Linked DNA regions of Rattus norvegicus: region 2 is linked to region 1. Evidence: chromatin contacts called from public Hi-C data. All regions are on one chromosome and are shown on one strand. Each heading gives the region's core, a stretch centred on a gene start, on an enhancer-like site or on the middle of the called end of the contact. The rest is flanking DNA. Distances are from core to core; before and after follow the strand shown. Region 1 has its middle 75 kb from the start of Etv6. Region 2 has its middle 19 kb from the start of Bcl2l14.

Region 1 (5,904 bases), core at 1,436-3,935:
TCCAGGGCTTTGAACTGGCCCACCCCAACCTCTACCCCCTTGATGAACTGCTGGACCATGTGAAGGGAACAGTCCTAGAGATCCAAAATTACAGGACCTCCAGGACACAGAACAACAGCAGGGATATGCAAGAGAAGTCCCTGTGAGGTTCCAATACTGATGGCGTAACAGAAGCCAGAGGTCTTGAACCAGACTAATGAGGGGCAGTTATCTGCTGTGTGTGCTAAGAATCAAACTGAGGTACACTGAAAGAATAGCAAACGTTCTTACCAATTGAGCCATCTCTCTAGCCCCCTCCCAATTTCTTACCGTCTGAAATGCTAGGCTTTCTCAGTCCCATGCTTTAGTATGTCTTCTGTCCCTAAGAACGCAAGACCCCATAACATCACACAAGATACATTACTCTATGAGTTGGAGCCCTCGTGGAAGTATGTTGAATTTTACCAGGTTCCGCACGGACTTGTTCTATGAGATGTTACATCCTGAGAATGCCATAAAGAAGAGGGGCATGGCTAGCCAGACTGGGTTACAGCCCAGAGGACTCCAAGTATATGATCCCGGCTGTGAGGACCATCATCAACAGAGTAACAAGAACGAGACTAGAAAGAAGAATTGGGGTCCAAGAGATGACCAGAGTGACAAGGGAGCTGAGTGGGTTGGTGGACTCGTTGATCAAACTGAAAGAAGAAAAAGAACCAAGAAACAGAGGGTCAAAGAGGGAACCCAGCTGCTGACTTAATACTGTGCCTTCTGCCCTTCTCACAGTTGAGCACAGACTGAGCAAAGGATATGCCCTTAGTTTTCAGAGTCAAGAAGGCTAGGCCTGGAGTTCCTGAGGATGAGGTTTTCGGGGAACACTAGACAATTATTTTATGTATAATTATATTATGTGCATAAGTGTTCATCTGTGTGTGTGTGTGTGTGTGTGTGTGTGTGTGTGTGTGTGTGTGTGTGTGTGTGTGTCCGATGCCTGCAGAGGAAGGAAGATGGTACCACATACTCTGCAAGTGAAGTTACAAGTAGTTGTGAGCCAGCGTGTAGGTGCTGAGACTCAAACCCAGGTCCACTGCAAGAGCAACAAGTGCTCTCCACCATGGAGCCACCTCTCCCGATAGATAGATAGATAGATAGATAGATAGATAGATAGATAGATAGATAGATAGATAGATAGATAGATAGGTCGGTGGGTGGGTGGGTGGGTGGGTGGGTGGGTGGGTGGATGGATGGATAGACAGGTAGACAGATAGACAGACAGACAAATAGATAGGATAGATGGATGGATGGATGGATAGATGGATGGATGGATGGATGGATGGATGGATGGATGGATGGATGGATGGATGGATGGATGGATGGATGGATGGATGGATGGATGGATGGATGGACAGGTAGATAGACAGACAGACAGACAGACAGACAGACAGACAAATAGATAGGATAGATGGGTGGGTGGGTGGATGGATGGATGGATGGATGGACAGAAGGATAGACAGATGGACAGATAGACATAATAGATGGATACATACACACATGCATACATACATACACATATACACATACATACATACATACATACATACATACATACATACCTATTTTTTCTTTGATTGTAATGAATAGGAATATCTCTACTAAAATCATTTGTTTGGGAGCTGGAACAGTGCTTAGCAGTTAAGACTGCACGCTGCTCCTGCAGACAACTGAATTCCATTTCCTGCACTCAAGTCAGGTTCTTGAGTCTCCATCTCCAGGAGATATGACAGCCTCCTCTGGCCCTCATGAGTGTCTTCACTAACATGTACATACCCACAGAGACACACAGACATGTGTAATATTTTCAAACAGAATAAGTCTTTTAAGTTGCCTTTTGAGCTGCAGTTTCCTAAGAGATGGTCCTGCTGTATAACCCAGGCTGGCCTCAAACTTGCAATCCACCCGCTTCAACCACTTTAGTGCTTGCGCTCGCCCAACAAGAGATTGGAAATATCTCTAGAAGGGTGTTTACTCTCCCATCAATTAGTTTTGTCTCCTTAAATCCAAAACGACTTTTGATGTGACAGTGCTCAGTGGGAGACAGTTCTCTCCAAAGTTATATATACCAGCGTATGTTTATATCCAACCAAGTAGTATATATTTGGTTTTTCTTTTCTACATAAAACATTGACAATGACTGGGGAGCTCTTGGCTTGAAGGGGGAGAAAATGAGGCCTGCACTGAGTCAGCAGTGGACTTCAGGTGACTGGTCCATCTCCTCCTGTGACTAAACCATCCTGGGGTGTATTTGACCTACTTGGAGACTTGATGATGCAGAGCAAATGAACCATCTAATGCCTAATTCCGTGTGTCCCAGCTCCCATGCAGCCTTTTAAAGCACCCCAATTGATCATGAGAGGGTCTTAACTCCTCCCCACCTCCATGACACTGTTGCCTTTCAGAAGTAAGAGAGGGTTCATAATTGGTTGGGAGTGCCTGCTGCAAAGGAACTCTGACTCTCTCCTGTCTGCATTAGGCAATCCAGGCACAAACCTCCACTGTCCTGGCAAGAAATTCTAACTCCCACCAGAATGGAGAGAAGCCAAAGAAAGTCAAAACTTTCTTCAAACAGAAGCTCATTAGGAAAACGCTATGGGAGGGAGAGGAATGGAGTGACTGCCCTGGCCAAAAGGGCAGTGACTCAGTGTGAAACAACTGCTCCTGCTAGAAGAGTTGGGTTAGAGCCCCAGGGACTTGGGTGGAGATGAAGAGAGCTGTACTTAGGAGAACACAGGGACACATGTACCGAAACACTACACTGTGCCCTATGAAGATAATGTGGTTATTATGTGCGATTATCAGGAATTAATTTAAAAATCGTTAAATGTTTAAGATGCGAACGTTAGCAACTCTGATCTGGCCATTCTGCCTTATATACAGAAACATGAACAATTAAAATAAGAACAAGTCTGTAATCTAAAATTCACATGTGAAAACGAAAGAGAAAAAAAAAATTCGTGGTCCAGCAAGCAAAAATAGAACTCCTTCCAACTTCCCCTTAGAAACTCTCGGTCTCTGAAAAGCATGGCAAAGAAAATGGCCAGTAGGTGGCAGCAGGAGATAACGGAACCAAAGGCATACGCCACTCTCACCGTTGTGGGTGGGATTTCATTTAGTCAGTAAGGAATGCTAGTGGAAGGAAGGTCATCCAGTTGGTTTGTGTATTTCCAGCCTCTTGAGCAGGGCCTGACACATGGTGGATATATTTGCTGATTGATTGAATGAATCAATGAACGGAGAACTAACTCATCTAAGCTAAAATACATCATCATTTGAAACGATGACGTTCTTTTTGTATCCTATCAGTAAATGGCCATTTTATTTAGTTTTTGGTCGAAAATGCTAGATTATTTATGTGTTCATACAAGTATATATTGTATGTGAGCATACCCCCATGCCTCCCATCCTCTTTTCCTAACCCTTCTTCCCTTTGTTAGTGCCCCTTGCTCCCTGTGCAGTTTCACTTACATATCATACACATGTGATTTTTATTTTTAAACAGTGTCTCACATTGTAGCCCTGGCTGTCCTGGAACTCACAATATAGACCAGGCTGGCCTTGAACTCACAGAGATCTGTCTCCCTCTGCCTCTCAAGTGTTGGGATTAAAGTTATGCACCACCACATCCAAATAAATGATGTTTTATCCATGGGGCTATACAAAATCTAGGAAGTACAAGTGAGAAGATGTGATATTTGTTTTTCTGGAATTGATCTAATTTACTCCGCGTAGTCATCTCTCCTTGCATCCATTTTGTTCTAAACAACATAACTTCATTCCTTTCCATGGTTGAAAAAAACAAAACAAAACAAAAACAAAAAAACTCCACTTTAGTGACGAGAAAGATAGCTCAGAAGTTAAGAACATTTGTCACTCGTCCAGAGACTCTAGGTTCCATTTCCAATACCCACTACAGCTCCAGGGACCCGATATTTTCATGTGGTCTTAGGTTAAAGGCACCCACACGCATATGTGCACACATCTGTGCAGGCACTAACAAGCAAATATATATTTCTTATATAAATTATATGCATAATTATTTATAAATATATATCCTATTTCTTTATCCATTCTTCTGTTGATGCATCCTAGATTGGTTCTGGAACTCAGCTACTGTGAGCAGTGCTTCAATAAGCATTTGTGGGCAGGTGATTCTGTGATGTATTGACATGGAGTTCTTCAGGTGAATATCAGGAGTGAGTGGTGTAGCTGGGTCATACCAAGTCTAATTTTAGTTTTTTGAGAAACTGCCGTACTGACTTCCACAGTGACAAGGCTAATTACAATTTCACCAGCAGTGTCTAGATGCATCCTTTACAGAGCTGAGATTAATAATACCAGAACCAAACACATACAACAAAAGAAAATCATAGACTAACCTCCCTAATGAACATAAATAGATTTTGTTTTAATAAAATACTTGCAAGCCAAATTGGAGCTGGCCTCAAGAAGATCATTCACCATGATCAAGTTGGCTTTAGTCCAAAACAGCAGAGGTTGATCTAGTATGCATTCCCACCAGCAGGGTGTGAGGGCTTTCTCTTCTCAACATCCTCGCCAGCACTTGTTGTTATTAATTTTCTTAAATGACTACCATTCTGATGGGAGTAAGATAAACTCTTAATTTAGCTTTGAACTTGATTTGTTTGTTTTGTTTTGTAGTACTACTGAGAACTGAATTTAGGGCCTTAGACACTGGGCAAGTGCTCTACCTCTGACCTATATCTCCAATCCTTAGAAAACAAAACACAAACAAACAAACAAAAAACTTATACTTTTACTTTGAGACAAGGTTTTCCACTTCCCAGTCTGTCCTTGAACTTATAATTCCCTGAAGGAGCATATCCTACAAACTGATTCCAGTGTAGATTAGTTAAAGCTTTTTTATATTAGAGACTTTCAGAAGTTTATTAGATTCGGACAACACTGACAACTACACCTATGCTAATTTAAAGAGAGAATTAGAGAATTGAATTGTTAATATCCTATCCTATGCATGGATAGACTGAAAGTGTCAAGAAGTGCAGTAAACTCAATTGACTATATGCCTCAGTGGGTTAAGGAGCTTGTCAACTTGACCACATGAATCTAATACCCAGGACATATATTGTGAAAAGAGTGCACCAAATCATGTAAGATGTTCTCTGACCACCACCCACCTATCACATGTCCTCACAGAGAGGGGGGGGAGGGGAGGGAAGGGAAGGGAAGGGAAGGGAAGGGAAGGGAAGAGAAGAGAAGAGAAGAGAAGAGAAGAGAAGAGAAGAGAAGAGAAGAGAAGAGAAGAGAAGAGAAGAGAAGAGAACTGAAAACGGACCATAGCTAGAGTAACAGTTGAAATACAGAGTTTCAAAGAAATCAGCATTCAGAAGGAAGACATTTTGCATTTGGAAATAAACAATTGATCTTTGAGTAACTGTAATCGTTTAAGCTGACTGAAATTTAAAACCAGTTTATTTCAGCCAGGAGTGGTGACCTTTAATCCCAGAATGCAAGAGGCAGAGGCAAGCCTGGTTTCAGGCCAGCTAAAGTGACTTCTCTCAAGCAAACAAGAACTAGCTCATTTGACTGGTTCTCCTGGAACATGCTCTAGTAAAATCGTATGTATTTGTTTGTTTGCTTATCATCCTTGCTTAGTAATAATTAAGGTGACAAAAAATGAAAAGACAAAATGAGCCAGTCTGTAGTGAGGCCTTTTATCGCACTGACGACTTTTTTTTTGTTTGTTTGTTTGAGATGATCAGAGTCCTCACGCCTTGCTTATACCAGCACACAGAATGCGACATACAAGCCTCTGTCTCACTTGTCAGGAGGAGAGGCGGTCAGCTCTTTCTAGACACCCCGACAAGGCCTCTGCTAATGAAATAACAC
Region 2 (5,904 bases), core at 1,739-4,238, 420 kb after region 1:
TTGCCCAGCCTGCAGGAGGACCAGAGTTTGGGTTCCTGGACTCACATAACTGCTGGAGGGAGTACATATTGACCGGCCTCTTACCCCAGGTTCAGAAAGTAGAGACGAGGACCGTGTGTCCGCAACTTGTGAGTTGGATTAGGAGACCCTGGCTCAAAGGATAAGGTGAAAGAGCACTGTGTAAGCGTCTCCATGTTGATCTGTGATCTCTACACACACATGCATGCATGTCTGTGTATACCCGAACATACATATGCACACATGCCACATACACGTACACATGAAAAAGGAGACATTTTAAAAAAAAATTTTAAAGATAGGAGCCCTTTGGGTCTGAAAGGATGGCTGGGCAGTTAACAGCGACAGCTGCTCTTTCAGAGGACCCAGGTTCAATTCCCAGCACCTTTATGGCCTCTTACAACCATCTGTAACTCCAGTTCCAGGGATTCTAACATCCTTTCTGACCTCCACACATACAGCATGATACACAGACATACAGGCAAAATTATGCATATAAATAAAATAAAAATAATTGTTTTTGAGACAGAGTTTCTCAGTATAACTGCCCTGACTGCCCTGAAACTGGCTTGGTAGACCAGGCTGGCCTCCAACTCACAGAGATCCACCTGCCTCTGCCTCCTGAGTGGTAGGATTAAAGGTGTGTGCTACCACGCCCAACAAAAATAATTTTCTTTAAAGAGACTACCGAGAATGACTCTTTTGAGCGCTGCACTGCCACACCGTTTTCCCTGAGTAGCCAAGACCCACAGAAGAAGTTGCTTTAAACTAGGGCAGTGGGTTCCTGGATAGTGTTGGAAATACTAGGAGCCTTTGAAAGTATAAAAAGAAGCCACTGCAAGGACTGGTCTGGGTCCTGCATCTCCTTAGCTGGCAATGGGCTGGTGAAGTTTATTGAGAATCCATCTCTAACCCAAGGTCCTTAATCTAAAGACTCTACTGTGAAAACTCCAACCTCAGCTGACTTCAGACTGCCAGTTGCACACTATTGGTTCACAAAAACTGTAACTCACATGTAGTTCCAAATGACCCAGTTCTAATACACTGCAGCCCTGAGTGCTTTGCACCCCAGACACAGTAGAGCTCAGAGCAGGACACCCAGGTACCAGAGCGAACCGTGCTCCCTGGTAAGGCTGCGCAGTCCAACTGGGGGAGGCTAGAAGACGGAAGCGAGGAGAAGGCCCACTAAAGGAAGGGCTCTAAGAACACACACAGAAATATTAGAGTAGGCTCGAGCTCTAGAAGCTGCAGAGGTGGGACCTGCGGGGAAGTCTTAGAAGAGAAAGAGCTCTGTGCACAAGCGTGAGGATCTGAGATTGGACTCCCAGCACCCACATAAAAAGCTGTGTTTGACTGTGTTGACCTGGAACACCAGCGCCGAGGAGGTGGAGATGGGGACACTAGAGCTCAGTAGCCATCCAGCCTCTCGGGATTGGTGAGCTCCAGGTTGGATGGGAGAGGTGAGGTGTCTCGAAAACTCTTCTTCCCGATTTTACACGCAGGGACCGGTCAGCAGTAGAGGCTCCTTGTGCTTCGAAGAGAGGGCCAATCTGCCGTTGGAACAGTGTGAAGCGAAGTTCCAGGGCACCGACTGTGTACCTCCCCAAGTGCTCTGTGACCACACAGTATAACTGCACTGTCCTTTCCTCCTTGTAGCTGGTTAGGCACGTCCATTTTTCCCTGTGCAGTTTATATATAAAATGGTTTCTATGAACACAAGGTATATGATCATTCAGTAGAAAAGCAATTGAGAAAGATATTTACCAACCTTGGCTTGCACACACCAGCCTACATACACATATGCACATGTATGTACATAAACTCCTATGCACACGTAAAATAAATTGGAAAATCCTCAAACTTGGGAGCAATCAAGATAAATAAGTAAGCTGTGGAGTAGAAACCACCCAGCTCCTTCTCCCCTGCCTCCTGAGGAGTCCCTGCCTTGGTCCATCTTTCCAGAGAAAGCCTTACGGAAGGTCTCAATGACCATGGTAGGGGAATGCTAGGGCAGTGAGGCAGGAATGGGTGGGCAGGTGGGGGAGCACCCTCATAGAGGCAGGGGGGAGGGGATAGGGGGTTGGTGAAGGAGAAACTTGGAAGGGGAATAATATTTGAAATGTAAAGAAATAAAACAACCAGTAAAAAATGGGGGGAAAAAAAGAATCAGTCATCCCCAGTCAGTCGTGAAAAGAAGTGTTTTGCCTTTGTACTGTTTAAGGATGGTGACGAACCTGTCCCCTGGCAGGTAGCAGTGCTGTCCCAGACTGAACCCCATGGAGACCACCTCAGAGCGAGACAGATCTAGCAGATACGGGGAAAGGAGCCGACAGGGATCTTGTCTGTAAAGCAAGGCAAATGGGGATCCAGAGCCCACATCCAGTCCCAGAACTAAACCTACAACAGCCACACACACCGGAAGTAAATGAGGGCAAGGCCCCTGAGCACCTGCTCCACCCGTCTTAGCTTTCAGGGCTGATCTGTGGGCTGTCCACCTCTAAGCTAGGACATCCATGGGTCAGGAGGAGCAGATTCTCAGTGAGTTTGAGCTTGAATCCCTCGTTTGCATGGAGGACCTGACACTTGTCTATGGGGCCCTGGTGCTCTTTGAGAATCTGAATCCCTTGTTTGCATGAAAGACTGGATAATTGCTGCCTCCCTGCCACCCTGCCCTGCCCTGCCCTGCCCTGCCCTTGGTCGTAGTCCCACACCATGCTCAAGCAGATGGTCCCCAAAAGCCTGTATTTGCCTGGCTCTAGCCTCAGTTCTACCGTTACCAGATTCCAGAAACCAATTTTAGTAACAAGGTGAGCAAGGATGGAATCCTGCCGCCCGCCTCTGACTTGCACAGCCCTTCCCTTGCTCCCCGCTTGCCCTTCCCTGCTCATTTGTTAAGAGGGTATCCAACAGTCTGTGGATCAGCCAGGGTCCCTTCCCTTGGGCAGTTTCGCCTTGACGGGCATTCTGGGAATAGAGCCAGGCAGTAATTCATCAAAGACTCCATTCTGAGCTGGCTCTCATACCCAACAACTGACATACAGAGGGAGCCCTGATGCCAGCTCGGCTGTCACTTCCTTTCTAGAACATGCTCACCTGGCCGAGACACTCCCACAACCCTTCTAACTGCCCCAACTCCCTTCTCGGGGAGACGGAAACCCCGGATTCTACTCCTTCCTGGGCCACACTCTTAGAAGCTGTGTTCCTCATCTGTGACACAAAGACATTTGGTCTTTAAAATAATAAAAATTCCATAAAATAACTTGGATATGATACAATGTATGACATATGATAAATATGTGGATGTTAGATTTTAGGAATATTATGAGCCTAGGGCTCAGAGAGGTCGGGAAATAAGTCCTGTATTATGTGGTAGGAGACAACTTAAGCGCACAAAAGTCGTTCCCCTGATGGTCCAGTTCCCTGCATGGTCCCTGAGTAAGGCTACAATTGGAGTCTCAGCTTTCCTCTGGGTTTGCTACAGCATTACGGTTGGCCCCCACAGCCCTTTGGCCCACCAGTGCCATGTTCAGACTCCCGTCAGGCTGGCTCCTGCTCTCAGCTGGGTGACTGACTATGTTCAATGTGGAACAGGAAACAAGGACCATCCGAAGCAAAGTCGCCGAGTGGGTTCCACATGCCCTCTCCCTCTGTCCCTAATTCCATATCCCAGACCTTTGGAACATAGCACACAGCACTATCTTAATGCTTTCCAGGCCACCCCAAAAGAAAACACATCAATCAAAGAAACCTGAGCACTATCCCCTCCCCATCTCCTCCAATAAAGCCAATCCTGGTACTATCCTTACACAAAATGGGGAAGAGAGCCCTCCCCCTATGTGTGGATTTCTTTCCCTCTTTATATACACAGCGCTCTCTCTCTCTCTTTCTCTCTCTATCTCTCTCTCTGTCTCTCTCTGTCTCTCTGTGTCTCTGTCTTTCTCTCTTTCTCTCTCTCTCTCTGTCTCTCTCTTCTCTCTGTCTCTCTTTGTCTCTCTGTCTCTCTCTGTGTGTCTCTGTCTCTCTCTGTGTCTCTGTGTCTCTGTCTCTCTCTGTCTCTGTCTCTCCCTCTCTCTCTCTCTCTCACACACACACACACACACACACACACACACACACACACACACACACCACTTTACTGTCTCAGGGTGAAATTCTCTCACTTGCCCTGAGTGTTGTCATTATTTTTTAGACTCAGCCTCACCTATTGTGTGGCATGAGTTCATCCATGCCCTGCCCTCACACATACACAAAGAAGGCAAAGACAAGAGGAAGAAACAGAAGAAGGTACAAATGACTATCATTCGCAAGGAGCTCTGTTATAATGACACCTTACACAACTCCCTGTAATTTTGAGAGCCATCCATTGAAATGGGCATTGTTATGCACATACTTACATATTAGATTCAAGGACTTTATAGATCCTTCTGGAAACCAGAAGAGTCAGACTGGGAATCCATGTCCATCTGATCCTGGAGGCAACAGCATGACCAGGGCCCTCCCCAAACAATCTCACAAGAACCTTTGTGGATGTTTGTAGAGCACTCATCGTCTTGAAGCCAAAGCCTCAGAAGTCTCTGGAGCCATGACCAACGTTTGCAGATGCAACCTGACACAGGACACTGGCCTTTGAAATGTGTCAGTCTTTCACTGCACCAATTAGCTATCAGAAACCAGTGAGTACAAACAATTGTCAATCCCATAGACCTAGAACAGGGTGAGGTTCCCCAACGGATCACACTGAACTTAGAGCTTTGATCCAGACACTGTAGGGAATCGTATATAGCCAGCTTTCTTGACGTCCCAGTGCTGGGAGTGATACCCTGTGGTACAGTTCTCTACAGCTTGAGGCCCATAAGGGACCTTGTTTCAATTCGTTGTGAATAAACTAAGTACAGAGAGGTAGACTTCCCCAGAAATTAGTCGTAGTTCAGAGAAATCAGAGAAATCTGTCTTCACCTGACAAAAGGGGTCAGTATAGCACAGGAACTTTCTGGTGACACTCGGGAGGAACAGATGTAAGGGCCTTGTTCATAAAGATATTATGATTCAGCTAATGAGACTTGGTGCAGTATTAGTCATATTGGTAGGAAACAATAATGGTTAACCGTTGTGGAATTTCCTGGGAAGTAACAAAAGTGAGTTGGCAGAAAAGTCTGAGAGATTTCCCTATACTCTTTATATAGAGCAAACACTGGCAAAAGGTGAGGCTCTAAAGACCTGGGGAAAGGCTAAATGTTCATCAGTGTCTGCTAATGAGAAATGATATGAATACTGGAATAGCATCCCACCTCCTAAAGAGGGGAATCCTGCCATTTACAACTCCATGGACAAACCTGGAGGGCACAGCCAGATCCAGAAAAGTAACTACTGTGAGATCGCTATTCAATGTGGAGTCTAAAACGGTTTAACTCCCAGAAGCAGAGTGGATAAGTGCTTTTCAGGGTCTGAGGGGAGACAGCAATGAGGAGATGTTGCCCAAAGGCACAAAGTTTAATTATGTAAAGTGAATGAGTTCAGGAGCTCTATATTACAGTATGTTGACAAGTTAATATCGTGTTATATAGTTGAAAGTTGCTTTAAAAGATAGCATTCTCCGCACACAAAAAAAGAAAGAAAAGAAAAGGCACCATAGCAATCTGATGAGAAATGTCCCCTACAGGCTCATGTATTTGAACACTCAGCCCCCTGTTTGCTGCACTGTTTGGGAATGTTGTGGGATCTCAAAGAAGTGCAGCCTTTATGGCAGAGTCTGTCGCTGGACACAGGTTTTGAGGGCTTATTGCTTCACCCCAGTGCCTGTTCATAATCTGTCTTAGTTAGGGGTTCCAATGCTGTGAAGAAACACAATAACCACAGCAACTCTAGTAAAGGACATTTAACTGGGGC

What was found. A called contact is a pair of places that touch in the nucleus more often than the background predicts.
Region 2: a Hi-C map of Schwann cells shows a contact between it and region 1, with 8 times the contacts expected there. The contact joins two enhancer-like sites. A contact is called at or near these places in 2 of 12 Hi-C or Micro-C datasets (the A7r5 cell line and Schwann cells).

The regions. Positions count from the first base shown.
Region 1 is chr4:168,502,931-168,508,834 of GRCr8, forward strand. No RefSeq gene overlaps it. Among named protein-coding and RNA genes, the nearest start is that of Etv6, 75 kb to the right of the region's middle. Within about 2 kb of position 2,686, at least 12 of the 93 cell types and tissues checked have an H3K27ac peak or open chromatin away from gene starts, as enhancers often do. A contact at or near this core is called in Schwann cells, where this site is marked.
Region 2 is chr4:168,926,928-168,932,831 of GRCr8, forward strand. No RefSeq gene overlaps it. Among named protein-coding and RNA genes, the nearest start is that of Bcl2l14, 19 kb to the right of the region's middle. Within about 2 kb of position 2,989, at least 1 of the 93 cell types and tissues checked has an H3K27ac peak or open chromatin away from gene starts, as enhancers often do. A contact at or near this core is called in Schwann cells, where this site is marked.